Linked DNA regions of Mus musculus: region 1 is linked to region 2. The links are chromatin contacts, called in public Hi-C maps. All regions are on one chromosome and are shown on one strand. Each heading gives the region's core, a stretch centred on a gene start, on an enhancer-like site or on the middle of the called end of the contact. The rest is flanking DNA. Distances are from core to core; before and after follow the strand shown. Region 1 has its middle 7.6 kb from the start of Gm32575. Region 2 overlaps Nhlrc2 (NHL repeat containing 2).

Region 1 (3,742 bases), core at 1,058-3,557, 130 kb after region 2:
ATGTTTGGGTGATATAAATTGGACTCCACAGAGGGATGGAGACAGAGCTTGGCTTGCTGGTACAGCTAGCTGTGCAATGCTTGTGGGTCTTGCGTCTTCATCTTCGCTGTCTCGAATCTTTGCCTTCGCTGATGGCTTCCCTGAGAGAGGCACAGTTGAGAACTTCCCCTAGTGTTCCTGTTGGTCCCTCCTGCTGACTCCTGAGGCTGAGGCCTGGCTGTCTCTGCTAGGTCAAGTCACTGCTGTTGCTAACCTGATTCTACCAAACTGGACTGCTAGTGTATCTGTGAGGTGTTTGAGAGTGGATCGAGCTGCCGCTGCCTGCTGACCTGTGAACTGAACTGCTGATTTCCAGACAATGCAGAGGGGAGTTGCTCCAAAGAACCTTTCTAAACAGATCCACCTCCCACGTATCCTTTCTTTTCCACTACCTCTGGTGGGTAGTAGGTTAAAAAAAAAGGGTTAAAATGTTTTAAAACCATCATTAAAAATAAGATTTAAAAAAATTAAAATGACAGTTTCTCAAGCATCTATGAGTGGTCCACACAGGGCAATATTTGCCTGTGGAAAAAGGTATGAGTCCTGCAGATAAGGCGGCACCAACAGCGCTGTGTCACTGATGTCATGGTGGTGTGTGTGGCCAGTGCTGAAAACAGCCGCCACGTTCACGGGTGCCCTTTACTCCATGAGGGCTGATGTTATCTCAGGGAGACCAGCACCCTCAGATCAGAATATGTCAGTGCACATTCGCTGTCACTCCATCTCCTCAAGAGTCAAGTGAGAGCTGTATGCTTTTCCCATCTTTTCACTCGATGCCAACGGAAAATGGCAATCATCTCACGTCTAGAATGTCACAGCTTGCAAAGAACCCAAATGTGTAGCTCTCTCACATATAGCCTCAGGAGTCGGCCTTTGTGAAATTCAAACACCAGAAAAATACAGAATTTCCACCATTATCCGATGCTCTGACCTGAGGACAACAAGCAATGGTGCTGGGGCTGGAGAGATGGCTCAGGGGTTAAGAGCACTGACTGCTCTTCCAAAGGTCCTGAGTTCAAATCCCAGCAACCACATGGTGGCTCACAACCATCTGTGATGGGATCTGATGCCCTCTTCTGGTGTGTCTGAAGACAGCGACAGTGTACTCATATAAATAAAATACATCTTTAAAAAAAAAAAAAAAGCCATGGTGCTTTGAAATCTGGCTACGGATCTGTGTGGCTGGGCTGTTTGCAAAGCAAACCCTGAGTGAGTAAGTCAGGGATTTCCTCGCCCTCCACCTCACACCACTCCTGAGCCCTGAGTGGATAAAACTTCTGTCCAAATGCTATTCACGTCAGCTCTCACAACAGGAGAGAGAGAAGCTCCTGATGGCCAGTGTTCCACTCTCAAAGTGAAGGACCACGCTGTCTCTCGATCAGGTGAAGGGTCATACTCACATCCCACATCAGCACCCATGAGCTGTGGTGGTTTAAATGAGAAACATCCAAGATGGGCTTGTGTGTTAGAACACTACTAGGTCCTTTGTTACTGTCGCTGTTGGGAGTGGCTATGGCCCCTTTAAGAGGTGCAGCCTTGATGGATGGAGGACTACAAGGGCTAATAGCTTCCCTCACTTTTTGGTCTTTTCCTCTCAGATTTCTGTGTGTACATAAAACACAACCATCCAGCTTCCTGCTGCCGTGTCTTGCTCTTCCCCGTGCCACGGTGGACGCTGACTCCTTTGGAACCACAGCCATATTAAACCCTTTCCTCCTTACATTGCTGGACATGACAGTTTATCACAGCAACAGAGAAGTAGCTAATGCAGTGGCTAGCGTTGCTTGTCAGAGTCGCAGGATCTAGAATCACCACAGAAAGAAACCTCTGCTGTACCGGGGGAATCAACTTGTTTGGGTTCATCAAAGTAGAAAGACCCACCCCCAAAATGGGTGGCATATCCCATGGGTTGAGGGTCTCAGGCTGAATGAACGGAAGAAAATGGGCTGATACTAGCCTCTCTGTGCTCTCTAAGTACAGATGCAATGTGACCTTTACTCCCTGGTGTCTTGTGACATTGTTCATCGCAGCTAAACGGAGGGAAAAAATATTTTGGGTCATAAACATTTTTCACAAGCTGGTGTGCTGAAGGGTCACATCGCCAGTGCAACAGTTTAAAGTTTGGAGGTGACTGTCATGAAAGTCCTTACCTCTTTGGTGTGTTAATCCACTGATGGATTTTTTACTTAATGGGCCGTTGGGAGGTGCGGACACTCTAAGAGGTTTGGCCTAGTTGGAGGGAGTGAGTACCAGTAATTACCTGGTGATCAGCTCTTGACAATAATGAGCTGTCCTTACCTGGCTCTTTCCCCACCTCACCCCCCTTTCCTGCACTGTGATATAAGCAGCTTTTGAGCCCTCTGAAATGGTGTCAGGATCAATGCTTCCTCTAGCAGGCTAGTTTCTGTCAAGTCTTCTGTTGGGACCACAGAAAGATGACAAGCACACAAGTCAGTAATAACTAGTTCATTAACTCTGATTCACAGAAAGAAAAGTGGCAGGGCCGGTGAACAGTTGGGGTGGGGTCGTTAGTGTCTAATGGATACAGTTGCAGTTTGGGCCATTGTGGAGTCAGGTATTGGTCATGGCCACATAGCAGTATAAGTGTTCTTAATGGACTTGATGAAGGCAGCGAACAAGCACAGGAACATCTCTAAAATAGAAAAGTTTGCCTCATCCATATTTTACCATGATTTAAAAATATCCAGGTTCCTAGCTCCTGTTCCTCTCAGAAAAGCAGCCCTGTTGGGAAACTCAGGGCCACAGGAAACTTGTCCAGGCGGGAGCAGTTCAAACTAAGCCTTTCTCGGAAGGCAGACTCTATTTGACAGGAGATATCACTCCTATGGACTCCAAGCTGCAGGAAAGGTTTCATCAGAAAGATGGAGTAAGCTACCGGCAGAAAACATATGCCAGATGCCGAGTGAGGGACAGCATCCAGAATCTACCACTGATGCTCAGATCCTGGGCGTGTGTGTGTGTGTGTGTGTGTGTGTGTGTGTGTGGCAGGGTGGGGATGGGGTGTTACATCCACTCACTGGATGCTCCACATCCTCAGCTCACATGAAGGGGAGGATGACACAGCGCTTTGATATTATTTGGTCCTATGATGCAGAAACGAGGCCAAGATCAAACACTCAAAATCCTGATTCTCGAGGCCATTGGTATCCATGTTATCTTCAGGAAAGGAACAAAAATAAGCAACAAGGAAGGGAAAAAAAGAAAAAGAAAATGAAGGAGCACGTGAGTGTTGCTCAGCCACAGTTGGCTCGCACCTGCTTCATGTGAGTAACTCTGACTTTGTTCTTTTAAAACAATGGTTTTTTTGTTGTTGTTGTTTTTGTTTTTTTGGTTTTTTTTTTTTTTTTTTTGGTTTTTCCAGACAGGGTTCCTCTGTGTAGCCCTGGCTGTTCTGGAACTCACTTTGTATGTAGACCAGGCTGGCCTCGAACTCAGAAATCTGCCTGCCTCTGCCTCCCAAGTGCTGGGATTAAAGGCGTGCACCACCACGCCTGGCTCAATGTATTTTTTTCATTATACGTGTATGTGTATTTTCCTGTGTGTACATATGTGTGTCACATATGTGCCTGTTACTCACATGTCAGATCCCCGTGGAATGGGACTATAGACAGTTTTGAGCAGCCACGGAGGTGCTGGGAACCAAGTCTGGGTCCTCTGTAAGAACAATAAATGCTCTGAACCA
Region 2 (3,488 bases), core at 428-2,927:
TATTTCATTTTAGCACCCTTGCCATCTTTGTAGCCTTTTTGTGTGTGAGTGTATGTGTGCCTGTATGTGTGTGTGCACGCGTGTGTGTGTCTGTGTGTGTGTGTGTGTGTGCACACGTGCGTGCGCGTGTGCGCGCACATACATCCAGGTGTGTGTGGAGTGGATATATAACAACATGGCTTTCACAGTGAAATGGAAAGGTTGATCATTCGTGCACCTATTTATTTCTTTACCTGCTTCTGCCTTGTACTTTATTTCATTTCTTACTACTTTTTCTCTTAACTAGAAAGTGGTGTACATTTTGTGCATAATAGTTCACAGTGTATATACAGTGTAATTCAACCATTTTCCTGTATGTTGGCTCTAAGGTTGGCTCAGTAGTTACAATGACTAATTTTGTGGAGGGATAGGTTTTCACATAATGGTGGACTAATTAAGGGTCATTTCCTAGAAATGAGAGTAAAAGTCATTTTGCTGCATATTTCTAAATTCCGCATTCTAGAGCCATGTTCACTTACATTTCTACAAGCACACACACAGAGAGAGAGAGAGAGAGAGAGAGAGAGAGAGAGAGAGGCAGAGAGACAGAGAGACTATTCCTACTGCTTCAGAGAGAGAGAGAGAGAGAGAAAGGCAGAGAGACAGAGAGACTGCTTCAGCACTGTGTTAACATTTACCTATCTAAACATCATTCTATAGATGTAACATAGCAGTTTATCATACATGTACCCTTTTTTTCTATTAAGTTGATAATTGGTTATTGTTTGCCTCTATGAAGGCTATTTTGAAGTATTAATTTTATGTTCAAAGTTGCTAAATCTTTTTAATTGAATCTCAAGGATTTTTCTGGCATACTAATTATATCACATTACATGCAGGTATTTGTAATTCTAATGTCTTTGAGTAATTCTCTTGTGTAATTGTGTTTGCTGTCTCCCTATCTGTACCTCACCTCTTTGTCAAGTAGTAGTAGAGCTAGCAGTTATCTTTGCCTTGTGCCTTACACTTACAGCATTTATATTTAGCATTTATTGATACTTATAGCATTTCTTCATTAAGAGACTCATTTTTAGACTTGATTACAGTTATTTAATCAACCAACAAAATATGGAAGACTTACTTTATGTAAGTTATACACATGATGTTAAACAAAATGTATCTGTGTTGTTTCCAGGCCTGAAGGAAAATGGAAGCCACCTGTAAGATTTAATTTCGTCAACTTGATAGACAGGATGTGGGATTATCTAGCAGACCAGTCAGGGCACGCCTCAGGGATTATCCATATTAGCACAACTGAAGTGAGGAAACACTCCTTAACTTTGAGGGGCAGCATCCCATGAGGCTGGGTTCCCCATGAATTAGGGTTCCTCATGAATTACTGAATTATAACCTTGCAGGACACCAGTATTTGGTGCTCTTTGCTTCACAGCTGGATGCCTCCCACTCCTGTCAGCAGGATTTTCCTGCAGTGGCACACTGGACCCTCAGACTGCGAGCCACAGCAAACCCTTCTTCAAGTCTCTTCTTGTTGACGATTTTGTCATAGCAACGAGAAGGGTACCTAATACACATGCTTTAAAGTCTTCCCCTGACTCCCAAACAAACAACCGTATTTGACTCTGCATCTCACAGCACCACCAGATGGAGCACCATGGCCCTCACATCACGTGGCCATCAAGACATAAACTAAGCTCTAGTTAAAGGTGCTCCTGATGCAAGCTGAAGACAGGGACAGAGGCAGCTTAACCAGCACCAGAAGAACAAGTCAAGTGCTTGGCAAACACAAAACCAACTCCTGGTTGGTTTGCTAGTTTGTTTATTCGTGGGCTTTTTGTTTCATTTTGTTTGTTTGTTTTCTCCTTTTTTCCCTCTTACTGCTTTTCTGTTTTGGGTGTTTTGTTTTTTGTCTATATTTTGAGAAAGAATGTAAAATTGAGTAGGTAGAGTGGTGGGAGTAATTAGAGGAAGGGAAAACATAATAAAAATACATTGTGTGAAAAATGTTAAAGAAAAAATAAAATGCAACAGTTTTGAAAAAAAGGAAAAAAAAAAGTAGGAGTAATTCTGAAGACTTAGAGCACAAATAGGTCCTAGTAAGAAATCCCCAATACCAAGCTTAAAATGTTAGCACAGGTTTGGATGCCCTAGTTCTAGCTTACCTTAAATGTTCAGGAAGGACGAGGATGGAAAGCGTAGAGAAGTCTGCTTTGGGACAAACATCAAATACACAAGCAGGGTGTGGTTCCTCTTAGATTCGGCCCCAAAGCGAAAGAAGGAAATGAAAGGGAAAGTTTAGGATCCAGTATGAAGGAAGGAGAATTACAGCCAGCACCTCCTCCATGAGTGGTGTCCATAAATGAAACTGCACAGAGAGCAGAGCTGTCAGAAGAGGGAGCTCTCAGGCTAGGAACCTGGTTTATAGGATGATAAGGTGGTCATAGCCATGCAGAACTACAGGAAAGAGAGTGTGTGGACATCCTCACTGAGAGTCACAGACTTAACAACTGTGTTCCTTTTTGGAGTAATATCTTCAAACAACACTTAAGACAAATGAAAACCAAGTTGGATCAGAAATACTAAAATTAAAAAGAAAAGAAGAAATGGGTATTGATTGACTTCAAGATTGTATTAGAAACGAAGTCTGAACGACAGGATGTAGAAGGGAGGATGACTGCGTGTAACGATGGAGTCGAGACTGCAGCGAAGTCGAGGGAGGCAGAGAGCTCTAGTGGGTGAGGCTGAGCCCCAGAAGACCAACAGTGCAGGGAGAGAGTGAGCGACTCAGAAGACAAGAGAAGGAGGTGCAGCGTGGGACTACTGGGAGAACCTCAGGAAAAGCCAACCACCCAAACTAATACCTGAAATTAGAATAGAAAAAGAAACCTAAATAGGGAAAAAAACAAAACAAAACAACCCTTCACTCTTCATCTTAAAAGGGCCTATAAGATACCAGGGACTATTAACCCAGAAAAGTCCAAAGAACAGCTTAATAAAACTGTTAAAATTACAGACCAAACCAAAAACGTCTTACGAGCTCCAGACTCACAAAAGCATGTGCATTAAACTTACTGGAGTTGTCCCAATAGATTGAAAAGCCAGGCCACATAAAGCCACGTTTCAGCACCCTGAAGGTATACAAACCAGGTATGGTACCCATTCCCTCTCCAAGCATCAAGGCTATAGCAAGCAGTGAGGAAGGTGAAGGATTCAGAGGGCGTGTGCTGCACGTGTGCATGGATGTCCCACAGGGGAGCTCTCGTCTCGTTCTGGCTGAGTAGGAAAGCTGCCCTGGACAGATAAGGATGTCCTGTGTACAGATCGGAGCTGAGATCAAAACTACACTGTAAGTAGAGGTGTATTTGATGGCCAGGGTTTGTTCTGAAAAAAATGGAGCTGATCAAAGTAACAAAGAATGAGGACTTACTGTAGGAGCTGACTGACCAGTCTGCAAGGGGCTGTTGCTTCTGTTTAGTATCTCAGTGGCAGAT

What was found. Hi-C and Micro-C count contacts between places; a contact is called where the count stands out from the background.
Region 1: a contact with region 2 is called in a Hi-C map of rod photoreceptor, with 1.5 times the contacts expected there. The contact joins two enhancer-like sites. A contact is called at or near these places in 3 of 39 promoter capture datasets (the 3T3-L1 cell line, 3T3-L1-derived adipocytes and maxillary cranial neural crest), 1 of 15 datasets of contacts at CTCF or cohesin (the NIH/3T3 cell line), 6 of 484 Hi-C or Micro-C datasets (the 3T3-L1 cell line, CD8 T cells, Th1 cells and 3 more), 1 of 115 datasets of contacts at active chromatin or transcription factors (embryonic stem cells) and 2 of 9 other capture datasets (adipose tissue and liver).

The regions. Positions count from the first base shown.
Region 1 is chr19:56,693,309-56,697,050 of GRCm38.p6, forward strand. No RefSeq gene overlaps it. Among named protein-coding and RNA genes, the nearest start is that of Gm32575, 7.6 kb to the right of the region's middle. Within about 2 kb of position 2,308, at least 4 of the 459 cell types and tissues checked have an H3K27ac peak or open chromatin away from gene starts, as enhancers often do. A contact at or near this core is called in rod photoreceptor, where this site is marked.
Region 2 is chr19:56,563,869-56,567,356 of GRCm38.p6, forward strand. The region is part of intron 2 of Nhlrc2 (NHL repeat containing 2); the gene reads left to right. Among named protein-coding and RNA genes, the nearest start is that of Nhlrc2, 17 kb to the left of the region's middle. Within about 2 kb of position 1,678, at least 31 of the 459 cell types and tissues checked have an H3K27ac peak or open chromatin away from gene starts, as enhancers often do. A contact at or near this core is called in rod photoreceptor, where this site is marked.